3 separate regions of the Mus musculus genome follow, and regions 2 and 3 are each linked to region 1. Evidence: chromatin contacts called from public Hi-C data. All regions are on one chromosome and are shown on one strand. Each heading gives the region's core, a stretch centred on a gene start, on an enhancer-like site or on the middle of the called end of the contact. The rest is flanking DNA. Distances are from core to core; before and after follow the strand shown. Region 1 holds the start of Rtf2 (replication termination factor 2). Region 2 holds the start of Ss18l1 (SS18, nBAF chromatin remodeling complex subunit like 1). Region 3 holds the start of 4921531C22Rik (RIKEN cDNA 4921531C22 gene).

What was found. Hi-C and Micro-C count contacts between places; a contact is called where the count stands out from the background.
Region 2: a contact with region 1 is called in a Hi-C map of B cells, with 6 read pairs. The contact joins the promoter of Ss18l1 here to the promoter of Rtf2 in region 1. A contact is called at or near these places in 2 of 39 promoter capture datasets (the C10 cell line and pre-B cells) and 1 of 484 Hi-C or Micro-C datasets (B cells).
Region 3: a contact with region 1 is called in a Hi-C map of CD4 T cells, with 9 times the contacts expected there. The contact joins the promoter of 4921531C22Rik here to the promoter of Rtf2 in region 1. A contact is called at or near these places in 2 of 484 Hi-C or Micro-C datasets (B cells and CD4 T cells).

What each region holds. Positions count from the first base shown.
Region 1 is chr2:172,438,215-172,442,632 of GRCm38.p6, forward strand. Rtf2 (replication termination factor 2) reads left to right here and starts at 2,364. Exons shown (of 9, transcript NM_025542.2): 1 at 2,364-2,525. The coding sequence starts at 2,457.
Region 2 is chr2:180,039,998-180,044,415 of GRCm38.p6, forward strand. Ss18l1 (SS18, nBAF chromatin remodeling complex subunit like 1) reads left to right here and starts at 2,486. Exons shown (of 11, transcript NM_178750.5): 1 at 2,486-2,871. The coding sequence starts at 2,803. It overlaps Psma7 (proteasome subunit alpha 7), which reads right to left and starts at 2,467. Exons shown (of 7, transcript NM_011969.2): 1 at 2,281-2,467. The coding sequence starts at 2,376.
Region 3 is chr2:179,974,377-179,978,794 of GRCm38.p6, forward strand. It overlaps 4921531C22Rik (RIKEN cDNA 4921531C22 gene), which reads left to right and starts at 2,477. Exons shown (of 2, transcript NR_033782.1): 1 at 2,477-2,816; 2 at 3,073-4,418. Taf4 (TATA-box binding protein associated factor 4) reads right to left here and starts at 2,270. Exons shown (of 15, transcript NM_001081092.1): 1 at 1,037-2,270. The coding sequence starts at 2,270.

The DNA.
Region 1 (4,418 bases), core at 1,114-3,613:
GTTTTTGAGGCAGGAAAGATAGAAAGGAAAATTCTAAGGGACATAGGAGGCAAGGAAACTCTCACCTAGGTTAGTTTGAATTTTTCACAGAGAGAAGTGTGTCATAACTGACCAAATCATTTTTGTTTGCAGATTTATTTCTGTGAATTCAAGGCCAGCCAGGGATACACAGTAAGCCCCTGTCTCAAGAAGAGTAGAAGGAGACAGAGGAGGGGAGGAAGGAGTAGAAGGAGGAAGAAGAGGAGGAAAAGGGAGGAAGGAGGAGGAGGAGGAGAAGGAAGAGGGGGCCTAGAAACTGTATTCCTTTTAAAGAGATTCATTAAATAACTACATTAAGCCAGGCATGGTGGTACATCCCTTAAACCCCAGGACTCAAGAGGTAGAGGCAGCCATATTTCCAAGAGTTCTAGGGCCAGCCTGGTCTACATAGTGAGTTCCAGGCCAGACATGGCTACATAGTAAGAGCGTGTCTCAAACAAAAACACCAGGGCTGTTAAAATAATGTAAGAGCTGAGGCTCTGCCTCACTGGATATTGTGTCCGCCTATTACACACAAAGCCTTGGGGGGCATAACTGGGTGTGGTGGTGCACAACTGTGATCCCAGCATTGAAGAGACTGAGGCAGGAGGATCAGAAGTTCAAGATCACCCTTGGCTACACAGGCACTTCCACCTTTCCGCAAACCACCACCACTGCCAGACTATGTTTCCCTAAGGACAGAATACCTGTGAGCCTTTGGGGTTCTCTGAACCTGCACACTCCTCTCACCCCTAAACCGGGGCAACACAACCATGGCAGGAAACTAAGAGAGCCAGTTCCTAATTTTGTACTTAATTTTTGTTTGTTTGTTTTGAGACAGGGTTTCTCTGTATAGCCCTGGCTGTCCTGGAACTCACTCTGTAGACCAGGCTGGCCTCAGACTCAGAAATCCGCCTGTCTCTGCCTCCCAAGTGCTGGGATTAAAGGCGTGCGCCACCACCACCTGGCTTTAACCTTTGATTGATCTCTGCATTTTGTGGCAAGTTGCATCCTTTGAGCTATGAAATTTCAGAAGCCACAAAATCAGATGCAGAACTACTGTTAAGACACCTACGTGTGACTCTCTCCCTTGAAAGAGCCATCGACAAGTTGAGGGTGTTTAGTGTCATAAAGCTGAAGGCACAGTAAGTCACTTCTTAGGCCTGCAACCACCTAGGATCCCAGGAGCATTGGAGTCCCAGAGGACACAGCACTCCCCTAAGTGAGGGTGAAAAGGCAGAAAAGATGGTCATCTGAGACTATCTGGTCACTTTAAGCAGTGTGGGCTTCAGAATGGCCACCTTGCAGGACTGGTGTAGACACAGAAATGAAGGAGGCCATACTTATCCCAGGACTGCTCACTTATGCATACCATTTGCCCCTGTTGTTCCTCTGGGCCTACAGCTCATGTTAGTACCCCAAAGGCAGACTAGGGGGTCACTGAACCCCTTATTTGTTCTCTTCCCAATATGATCACCCTCCCCTTTCTCTGTCTGCACTAATCTCTGTAGCTGGTACAATGGGATGAGTGGCTACTCTAAGCTTGTTGGAGACACTGTAGCCCTAGCTTCTGCCCAAAATACATCTGGATACAGGGTGGAGAGGCGCTCAGTGGCTAAGAATGCTTGCTGTTCTTTGAGTAAGCACAGGATGGATTCCCAGAACCCCAGCAGCTCACAACCATATCAACTCCAGTCCCAGGAAGATAGAACACCCTCTTCAGGCCTCGACAGGCATCTGCAGTTAGGTAGCGCACAAGCAGGCCCACCCACCACGTCTTTTTTTTTTTTTTTTTTTTAATTTTATGTATTTGAGTACACTGTAGCTGTCTTCAAACACACCAGAAGAGGGCATCAGATATCATTATAGATGGTTGTGAGCCACCATGTGGTTGCTGGGAATGGAACTCAGAACTTCTGAAGAGCAGTCAGTGATCTTAACCACTGAGCCATCCCTCTAGCACCCACAACGTCTTTTCTTTTCTAAGTCTGGATTTAAAATACATGAGAGGTAGCTGAGAAGACAGATTCCGGCCATCTCCTCCTTAGACTTACAGCACTACTGGTCTGCAAAAATGCCAGAGACGCAGACCTCGGGACAACCCCGACAAATGTTCTCCCGTCCTCCCTCAGGCCCAAGCTTACGGAACCACAGAGGAAAAAACAGGGACCGCCCACGACCGGAAGTGGACGCACTCCAAGGATGCTCCAGCACGTCGCCCTGAAACCACGCCCAACTCCCGGACAAGATTTTCAAGACAATTGGTGTGGACCAAGGCCTCGCGCGGCGACCCCGCCCCTTTCGCGGCGCGCTGGTTGTGTGCGTCATCAAGGAGCGCCGGAAGTAGGTAGGGTTTCGCCAGAGACCCCGGAAGCGACGGCTTCTCGTCTTTGCTAAGGCTTCTGGTTTTTGCTACGGTTTCTGATTTCGGCTTTGGGATGGGTTGCGACGGAGGCACCATCCCCAAGAGGCACGAGCTGGTGAAGGGGCCGAAGAAGGTCGAGAAGGTCAGTGGGGACTGCGGGCTGCGGGGCTCGGGATGAACGGTGGTCACAGCGCTTGTGGAGGGTTTACTGTTTGCAGGCACTGAACAGTACGGTTAGACTGGGATCCTCCCCACAGACGCTGTGTTGATTTGAAACATTAACGTTGAACGGGACGGAGACTGGAGAGCTAGTTAGTGGCCCAGCCAGGACTGGAACGTATCTGTAGCTAGCGACGATCACGGTGATAGATGCTATTTATGGACTTTGTGTGTTTTTGTGAAAGGCTCTCACAGTGTGGCCCTGGCTGGCTGGGACTCCCACCTCTGCCTGCTGAGCACTGGGATTAAAGGTGTTGGCCAACAGGCCTTGGTATTTGAATAATACTTTTTTTAAAAATGTTTTGTGTGTGAGTGTGGTATCCAAGGAGGCCAGAAGAAAGCATCGGACGCCCGGGAGCTAGAGCTACAGGTTTTTGTGAGCCATTAATCTTGGCTGTTAGAACCAAACGCGGATCCTTTGGAAGAGCAGTACACAGGCTTAACCACGGAGCCATCTCTCCAGCCTGAGCTTTGTGTATTAAAGTCTCCCCAAACCATTCCCCTTTGTGAAGTCACACCCTTCTTAAACTAATTATCAGCTCTTAGCACTCTGAATTGGTGGTTGAGCCCAGCTGATGGTCACGTGACTGCAAGCTCCTCCTGGTGAACTCTGTGCACTGTTTTTCTTCCAGAACTAGCACAGTTTCTGCCACAGTGAATATTTTTGAATAAATGCGTGGGCATTCTGTAAATCTTACAAGACATTGAGCAAAGTGTGTACTTAATGGATGGGAAATTGAATGCCGCAAAGTTAGTTAACACCACTGACGTGGCCTAGAGTCATGAACCACTGTCCCCATCCATTTATGTGCATTTCAAAGCTAGTGTTGATGATGACTGTTTAATAATAGAAGGCACAGAATGCCCCCGATACAGTTCCCAGCACGGGGAGAGAATGCCCCCGATACAGTTCCCAGCACGGGGAGGATCATGTTTCCTGATCCAACATTCAGAGAACTTTGGGATGGGAGGTGAATCCCATCCAGTGTTGTACTTAAGACACTGCATAACTTCCTGACACATCCCTAATAAACTCCATTGGGTCCTGTGTGAACAAACCTCTGCTTGTCTTTTTGCCCTCTCTTCTGCCCCTCTTTAGCTCTTTCACTCTGTTCTAGATACCATAGACCTTGCCCCAGCGTCCTGAACATTCCTCACTCATAGTGACATCATGACTTGGGGGGGAGGGGCCACTTGAAGCAAGGTCTTGCTGTGAGGTAGCCCAGGCTTGCCCCAGCCCCCGGAGTGCTGGTTACAGTGTGTGCTGCTTGGCTCTTTCCCCTCATTTGTCCACCCAGCCTTCACCACAGTCAGCTGCAGTCACTCTTTAGGCCCGCCCCCTCTGCTGCTTTCCTTTTTTTTTTTTTTTTTTTTTCTATGATCCCTGCCTCTGTGGTTATCGACTATGTATCTCTCTCTCCCATGTGCTCTGGGATCCTTGCATGTCTTAGCTCTGCAGTCTATAAGATGTTTCTGCACATTATAGACATCCACTGAGCATATGTTGAAAGTCTGAGGACAGAGTGCCCTCGGACCAGGCCAACATGTCACATTCAAGTGTGCATAAAGTATTCATCTTACTGTTGTTGTCTTGTGCCCAGGGCTGACATGGAGTAATGGAAGAGTTGGCAAAAAACAGCCAACCACACCCAAACAATTAAAAACAAACAACAAACAAAAAACCCTGATCTTAGAAGGGTAACGAAAAGAAAGAATGATCAGGAAGAGTAGTTTTTATTAACCCATTTGTCCAAGTACTTATAAAATGCTTGTTATATATACAATTCTGGGACCTAATGGCAAATTATCCCTTCTA
Region 2 (4,418 bases), core at 1,236-3,735, 7.6 Mb after region 1:
CCAAAAAATTTTGTAGGCTATTTGGTCATACTGTTGATGGTGTTGTTTACTAAAAGACAAAACATTTTTTTAGCTGTGGTTCAGCCTCAGCTCACACCTTTAGCCCAAGGACTTTCTGCTTGAATATTGTAAACGAGATTAAATAAAGTCAAGAGGCAGGACATGCAACCAGCTGGCCAGAAGTGAAGATTATTTAAAAACAAAAACAAAAACCATAGAGTAAGAAGAAATCATGAGGATGGATAGAGACAAAGGAAGCAGAAAGGAGGGACATTCAGTTTGAAGGTTTTTTGAGTCAGCATGAGAAGGGGCAGGATTCCTGGTGGGACACTGACTGAGGAAGGTCAGCTGGGCTCTTCTCTGCCTCTAGGAGCCAGTAGGCTTTCACTCCAGTATCTGGTTCCTGAGTCTTCATTGGTAAAATCCAGCGATTGAAATTTTGTTAAAACAACAACAAAACCCCACAATAAACCCAGGAAACCTCACTTAACCCTTCAATCAAGAGAGGAACAGAAACAAATGTAGCAATCCCGGAAAGGGTGGTTGGGTAGAGGGCACCGCCCCTTGCCAGCTCCCTCTGATGTGGAACAGGATTCCCGGGCCCAGACCTCCAGATACCAGGAACCTCCCACAAGGCTCACCAAGGGCCTGGAGTGATTTCACACGTTCCTTCTGTGTTGATTCCTGTGACCTACAGGATCCAAAGCTAGCTGGATGCAGCAGGCAGCTGCCAGTTGGGAGCACTGGAGACAGGCACCCCAGATTCTAGAACATTCCTACTGAATGCGTGGAGCCCAGAGGTCTATACACTGGTGTCTTCCTCAACCCTTCTCCAACGTCAAAAGCAGTTTTACTTTTAAGTATGTTGTGTCTGTGCCTCTGAGTACAGCTGCCCATGGAGGCCAGAGGTGCTGGAGCCCTTGGAGCTTAAGTGTAAGGCAGTTTTGATCCTTAGAATCTGGGTGCTGGAAACTAAATTCAGTACTCTTCAAGAACAGATCTGCACCCTTCAACTGCCAAATCATCTCTCCAGCCCTCCAACTTGTTTTTTGAGATAGGGTCTCACACTGAACCTGAAGCTCACAGATTCTGCTACACTTACTGATCAGCAAGCCCAGTGTATCCTCCTGCCTCTGCCTCCCAGACTGGGATTCCAGGCATGTCACCAGGTGCAGTGCAGGGAGCCACCTCACTGGCCTCACAGGTTTTTCTTTTGTTAGACGGTTTCTCACTAGCTGTATCTCTTGGGTTTGGAGTGATGGCTCAGCGGCTGCTCTTCCACAGGACCCCAGGTTCAATTCCCAGCACCCATATGGCAACTCTAGTTCCAGGGAATCTGACACTCTCACACAGATATATACATATAGACAAACGGCCAAACGCACATAAAAATAACTTTTAAAATAATAAATTAATAATGCACACACACAACCACAAAGAGTCTTTATAGTTTTAGAAGTCTTTAGGGTCTCTAGATTTAGAAGCCCAGGCTGGCTTTGTACTTGTGAGATTTTTCGAGCCTCAACCTTCTAAATGCCAGGATTATACAGGCCTGCACTTCCAAGCCCTGTCATTCCAGAGTTCTTGGGTGGATTGGGTCACCAAAAGCTTTGGGGTTTTAGTTTCAAGGAGATAAAATACCTGGGAAATGTAAGCGTTTCAAGACTCGGAACCACGTGTGTTCCGGAAGATCCGGTGACTCGGGAAAAACAAAAACCAAAACTAAAACTGTCTCACTGCTGGCGCTTACAGGTGTGGGGAGTCCTTTTCCAAACAGTGCTAAGGACTGAACAAAACTGGGGCGCGGTGAGAAGGGCCCACCGGAACCAGAACACGGCGTCGGTGGCGCATGCGGACCCGGAAGCAGCCTGTCACCATCGCAGGGCCGACGAATCGCCCTTTGTTCACAACGCCCACCTGGGCCTAGCTCGCAGATCCCCAAGTCCCCGCCGGCGCCGGCTACAGCCAGCCTCCCGCCGCCCGCGCGCACCTGCGGCCTCCGCCGTCCGCGCCGCGCGCACAGCACCAAGATGGCCCCGGCCCAGCCCCGGGGATGCGCTCGCCTAGATGCTCCGCAGTGGGGAAGCCAGAAAAAATCGCCCGGCTCTCCGGGAAGCGCGGCGCGGTCCCCGCGACCTGGTGCCCTTCCTACGTCGTCACCATTCAGCTCCCGTCACCTCCTGGTCCACCCGCCGCCAGCAGATAGCGCGGCCCCCGCGCCCAGGTCTGCGTGCCCCGCTTCCTTTTGCACCCCGTCGCTCAGGCCCCGGGCCGGCTCACCGCGGTGGAGCCCTTTTTGACCGCCTCCTGCGCGTACTCCACTTGGAAGAGGTGGCCGTCGGGCGAGAAGACGGTGATGGCGCGGTCGTAGCTCATCACTGCGGACGCACTAGCTCGGGCCGCCGCCGCTCAAAAGCGCACACTCACCGTCAGCGCCCCGCCCTCCCGGGCCACGCTGCTGGCGTCTGGCGTCAGGGGGACGTGCGGCACGGCGGGGCGGGGCAGGGCGGGCGGAACCACCGAAGCTCAGCACAGGGGGCGGTGTACCGGCTACCGGCTGGACGAAGAGCGCAGGCCGGGTGCAGGGGGCCTCCGCGCGGTATCCTGACCTGGGAGGCAGTCGCGTAAGGCGTGGGGACGCGGGGGACTCGAGCGCGCATTGGCGACAGGCAGGCGGGCGAGCCCACGGCACCGCGCCCCCCGTGTCCCCGCCCCCGCTCTGCGGAGAATGGGCACCTCGGGCCGCGGGGCGCAGCCGGAGAATAAACCCCAATGATCACGGGCTGAGTCCGCGCCACCACCATGTCCGTGGCCTTCGCGTCGGCGCGGCCGAGAGGCAAAGGGGAGGTCACTCAGCAGACCATCCAGAAGGTGGGCATGGCCGAGGGGGTACAGAGTGCGGGTGGGCGCGGGGCACGAACAAAGCCGGGGCACAGCCCGCCGCACGGAGCCCTGACGGCGGCTCCCCGCGCCCCCAGGAAAGCCTGCGCCAACTTTGCTGGAGGCACTGGCAGCGGGGGCCCGGCGGCCGCAGGGGGTGGGGACCCCGGAGCGCGTTGCGCGTTCTTCTCCCAGAGCGCCCCAGGCAGCAGACGCAACAGAGCGAGACGCCAGGGCCCGCGGCCCCTCCAGCCGGGGCGGGGGCTTGTCGCGCTCTGCTGACAGCCGTGGTAGCGACGGTCGCGCGCCTTTGCGCGATGCTTGGCGAGTGGAGAAGGGGGAGCAGGCAGCCTGGAGGCGCGCCGCTGCGGCGAGCTGGCCGCTCTTGTGAGGTACTGCGGTGCCCTGCACAAAGGAACGCATCCAAAGTGTGCGTGCCATTTCCAGAGCCCGCACCGCTGTCCAGAGCTTGCTGCACGCGGCGGACTTGAGGCTAGCGCAGCCCCGCCCCCGCTCGGGCCACTGGGTATCCGCGAGCCTCGCCTTCTGCACCCTGGCTTCAGACACCGCAGGTTTGTCCTGCAGTCTCTCAGTTTCATCCTTTAGTTTGGGCCAGTTTCTCAGAGAAGGCGTTTGCGTGGGTGTGTGGACGTCTTTAACAAAAGGAAGCTTTAAGTTTTGGCTTGGACACTTTAGCTTCTTACTGTTTGCCTTCGCGGTTCCAGGCATCTTTCTTACGCGATGGCTTTTCCTAATTCTGGTTCCTTTTACAGAATTCTTGAATTCTTTTGAGCCAGTTAGTTCCCAAAGGAAATTGGCCTCTCTACTCCCTCAGAGGCTTGTGGGGATTTTCTTCGCTTGTCGCCTGTTTCCCAGATCACCCTTGCTATCCTCCTTAGGAACATAATGGTTATCACTGTTGGCAAGTCCTAGTTAGCAGGGGAGATTATTGGAGGAAAGCAGAAATGCAGGTTTTATAGATCTTGCCACATTTAACTTTTTGCAGAAGTGACTTAGTGAAGGAGGCTACAGAGGCTACGTGGTAAAGCTAATAGTAGCCCTTCCGTGTGGCTCCACAGGCTGCTGTCTGTGTGGCCATGAACTAGGAGCCTTGGTTGGTGGAGGGTGGAGTACTCCACACATTGGCAGTCCAGACAGTGCCCAGGCACTCTGGCTGCTGGATCTTAACAGTCACTCTTTCCAGTGCCACTTTTGGCTTCAACATTTTTAGTCAGTAGTCAAACGTGCTCATCAAAGATCCTCAGTTTCTCCAGGCAAAGGTGTATTGGAGGACTACGCCAAACATCAGATCACAAAGAGGAGATGTTGGCTGACCTCAGCTCAGGGCAGAAATTCAGCCTGTGCATCTTTGGAAGTGGGTCTTAAGTTTAGCCTGTCAAGGTCCTTAACCTGGTAGGGCTGGCAATTCACTTCCTGTCTCTGTGAATCCTTTACTGGGGAGTCTGAGAAGGCCTGAGGGGGGATGTGTCATGTACTTAAACCGTGCACTCTGACCTGGCCTGATGATGCGCCACTGC
Region 3 (4,418 bases), core at 1,227-3,726, 7.5 Mb after region 1:
GACATCTGCAGTTCCTAGGCCTTATGTCACACCCAGCGCCTCCTCAGAGCATGGCAGCCCCTGCAACCTCTCAAACACTTCTGGGTCCTATATCCCCATAGATAGGGCAGGTATCTCTGGACCTTTGATGAGCCTTCCCAATCCTCATTGACTTCCACAGCAAAACCCAATTCTAAAGATGCTGTAGGTCTTTCAACGTGACCCAAACCACTTTTAAGAAAACAGGAGAGGACACAGTAGCAGCATGTTTTCTAATTCTCTACTACTGCCACCGCGGCGGGCGGGCGGGCGGGCGGCGCTGCTACTACTGCTTGCACATGTCACCGTGTAATACCGGAGGAGCGCACAGGGCTTGCTCCGGCCCAGGGTTCTGTGGGAACACTCCTGCAGAGGACTCTCAAACAAAAGCAGGCTACAAGCGAGGAAAGGAGCCACTCGACAAACCCAAGGGACCCTTAGGAATTCGAGGACAACAGAGTCAGAACATGTGTGGAATCTGCAAGAGCCGAGACAGCTCCTGTGTCCCAGAATCCACATCACCATGATCTCCTGCATCCGCAGACCCCTACGCACTAAGTGTCCTACTGACCTCCAGGGATGGCAACAACAAAAAACACCCAGGGTCCACTTTCAGGCACTGATGACCACTAAACGCCTGCTCCCAGCATGGAGTCCCCAACCGGCTTCCCTGGCAACAGGAAAGCCCATGCCGCCTTCCACAGACTTCATTAGCATGCCCGTGAGTAGTCGGTTCGCCCTCTCTTGACCTCACCTGAGGAAGGAGAGAGAAGGGCCCCTCGGCTATACGGTGGTAGCCCAGAGCATCCGAATGGGACAGCAGAGTTCCCCGAGGGATCTGGGAGCTCCAGGACTGGGACGCCCTCAAAACTGGCAGGTCACCTGGGCAGGGGCCGCCCCTCGGCCTCTCGGGCCACCCGACTAGGGCACGGTCCCAGAATGCAGCCCAGAACTTCCTGGAACGCCAGGGCAGCCTGGTGCACCCGCCCTCGGCCTCCCGCCGCGCGCTGCCACTCACCTGGGGGCAGCTGGAAGTTCTGGATGTTGGTCGGGTTCTGCGGCGGCTGCGGCAGGCGCGGGGCCAGCACGGTGGGCGTCAGCGTGGCCCGGATAGCGCCGGTGGTGGCCGCCGGCGTCCGAGGCAGGCTGGGGGTCGCCGCGGCCGCACCCTTCGCCAGCCCCGCGGGGGTCCCGGGCGCAGGCCCCGGCAGCGCGCCCGGCATGGCGGGCCCGAGCAGCACACTGCCCGCCGCGCCCCCGCCCGCGACCCCCGCCGCCGCCGCCGCCGCCGCCGGCCCCGGCCCGGGCCCCGGTCCGGGCTTGGGCGCCTCGGCCTTGGCCCCCTGCGCGCCCGCGCCCGGCTGGCCCAACCCCGCGGCGCCCCCGGAGGCCGCGGCGGGGGCAGGAGCGGCCCCGTTCTGCGCGGCGGCGGCAGCGGCGGCGGCGGCGGCAGCGGCAGCGGGTGACACGGGGGGCGCGGGCGCGGCGGGGTGCCCGGGCGGCCGGGCTGGCGCGACAGGCGCTGGGGGCGCGGGCGGCGGGGGCGCGGCGGGCGCGGGCGCGGCGGGCGGCGAGGGCGCGGCGGGCGCGGGGGCCGCCTGGATGACAGAGCCGGCGGCGGGCGGCGGCGCGGGCCCGTTGTTGACCGGGCTGACAGCAGGTGCGGCGTGCGGCGCGGTGGGCGGCGCGGCGCTCCCATTCAAAGTTTGCGCGGCGCCGGGGCCGGGCGGGCCAGGCGGGCCGGGCTTGGAGGCGCCGGGGCCGGCGGGTGGGGCGGCGGCGGCGGGATCCGGCCCCGCGACGGCGGCGGCGGTGGCGGCGGCAGCGGCAGCGGCGGCGGGGCAGGGCCCCGCGCTGGCCTCGGGCAGCGGCCTCAGCTTGGCGGGCGCCGGCGCGGGCCCTGCGGGGACAAGCAAGCGGCGCGGTGAGCTGGAGCCCGGGCGCCGCGGGCCCCCACCCGCCGGCCGCGCTCTACCTGCGGGGGGCGGCTCCGGCGCCGCTGCGGGCGCGCCCTCGGCGGAGGCGGCCGGCCCTGCGCCCGCGGCTCCGGCCGGGCTGCCGCTCACAACATGGTTCCCGAGCGCGCCGGCGGCCGCGGCCCGCAGCTCGGGCGTGCGCGGCGCGAGGTGGTGGTGGTGGGCCGCGCTGGCCGCCAGCTGCGACTCGAGCGAGCCCACCAGATCGCTCACCACTTTCTCGTCCACCTCGCTGTTGAAGAAGACCTCGTCCAGCAGATCCGAGCCCGCCGCCATCTTTCCTCCTCGCCGCCGCCGCCGCCGCCGCTCGGCCGAGCGCGCCTGGGCAGGAGGAGGTTCCAGCGGGGCGGGGGGCGGTGCGCGGGGCGGGCGGGGGCGCGGCGCGCAGGGAGGGGGGAGGGGCGGCCCACTGCGCAGGCGCGCCGACACGCACCGCCCACGCCCGCGCCCCTGTGGCCTCCGATTGGCTGCGGCGGGCTCTTAAAAGACGCGGCCAATGGCTGCGAGCGCCAGAGGCCGGGGAGCAGGCTAGGCGCTGGGTGCTGGTCGGCTGTTGGAGCGCTGGTGGGAATGGCAGCGGGGCCGGGAGAGCGGCGGCTCTAGGCGCCGGGTGGGTCGCGGCAGCCGGCTGCGGGGTTCGCCCTTTGTCTGCACCCTTCCAAAATGGCTGCGGCCAGGGCGGGCGGTGACAGCTGCGCGGGCGCTCCCGGGGCCCCGGCGGTCAGAGAGGAGCAGGAGTCCTGGCACGAAGGCGCTTTCGGGGCGGAGAGGTGCGCAGAGGACGCCGCGGACACGACGGGTCAGCTCCCCTGACTTACAGCGGTTAGTACGAGGGCCGTGCACACCCCGGACGAAGCTGGACATCCGGAAGCTGATTTGTTCTTTATTTACTTTTCTCGTGGGGGAGGGGGGGGTTGGTTGTAAATCCTCTAAACTGATGCTTGCTGGCACTTTGTAGGAACATTTTCGTTACCATTTCTCCCCTTTCTTTCTGGGTGTTTTCTTAACCAAAAGGCCGTCTTATTGGACATCGCTATGGATTTCGTCTTTCCTTTTTTTTTTTTTTTTTTTTGAAAAGGCCGAAAACAAATTCCAGATGGCAAAGCTTGTTGGGGACCTCAACGCAACTGACCTTCCTAGAATCATCGTCACCTCTGAAGAGACTTGCCACGGTCTGCACAGATCCAGCACTGGGGAATGAGGAATTTGACACTGTAATTTTTTTTTTTTCCTTTCGTGCCTTGAAAGAGACTCTTCCCACCAGCTTTTACTACCCACACACACCCTCCATGCACTCGGAAGATGAAGGCAGGAGGAAAAGGAGTTCAACCTTTGTTATGCATTTAGTTGGAGGCCAGCCTGGGGGTCTTGTGGGGCCCTGTATCAAAAAGGTGAGGTGAGAACTATTCTCTCAAAAGCAGAGTATAAACTCTCAGCCTGTGTGCTGATCCTGTCCCAGCCTTTTAAACTAAATGAGTTATATAACTACTATACAAACCCCACCCTACCCCAGCTGTCCTCTAAGCAATAGTCTACCTAAGGAACTGTGCGCCTTGAAGCCAAAAAACAAAACAAACAAACAAACCCCACAGTGCCCTCACTTGCAAAGTGTGCTTGGGAATCCTTAAATAACAGAAATTTTGTTCTTGAACATCAGCCTCCAGATTTGGAAAGCCAGTAAAAAGAAAGAGACAATGAGGAAGCAGGTTGGGTGCTAGAAGCCAGTATAGGCTTGACACACACTAGAAGGAACAGAAATTCACAGTTGTAAATAAAACCCACGAGTCTTCTTTTGACACAGGAGAACACGTTCAGGGCCAAGAGCATCATCCTGAGTGAGTGGGACACTACTTAGTCACAGCCCCCAGCCACAAGTCACAGAATTCTTTACTCTTGATAATGGTTTGAAGATTTTAAAGTGGACCAAAGGATCAGAAGGTTCTTGCTAATCCTCTTGATGCCGGTTAATGGGACCCACCAGTTAGGTGTACAGTAGCCTGTACCCCGAAGCCATTAGGTGACAGGGAGCACAACAATGAGAGCCATAGCAAAGCCCAGGCTCTGGAGCTCACAGGCCTCTTGGTACCACGGTACACAGCCTCCTTCCATTCTTAAGCATCTGCTAATGACACAGCCCCTGAGCCACCAAGACTTAAGTTACAGGTGCAGGGTTTAGGGTCTGTGCCCACCAGTCCCTTCATTCCTTGCTGCAGAGCCCAGTGTGGGAGCCACACATCTTTCAGGTAGCTGTTTTCAAGTGCAGAGCTCTTAAGACTGAAGTGGGTGGAGCTAAAAAGTCTCCTCCCCTCCTCAAAATCTATATGCAAGGGGCAGTAGACACTATTAAAGCCTTAACCTTTGTCACTCTGGAGACTGAAGAACAAATTTTCTTTAAATTGTCTCTCCCTTTGATACATTGCCATA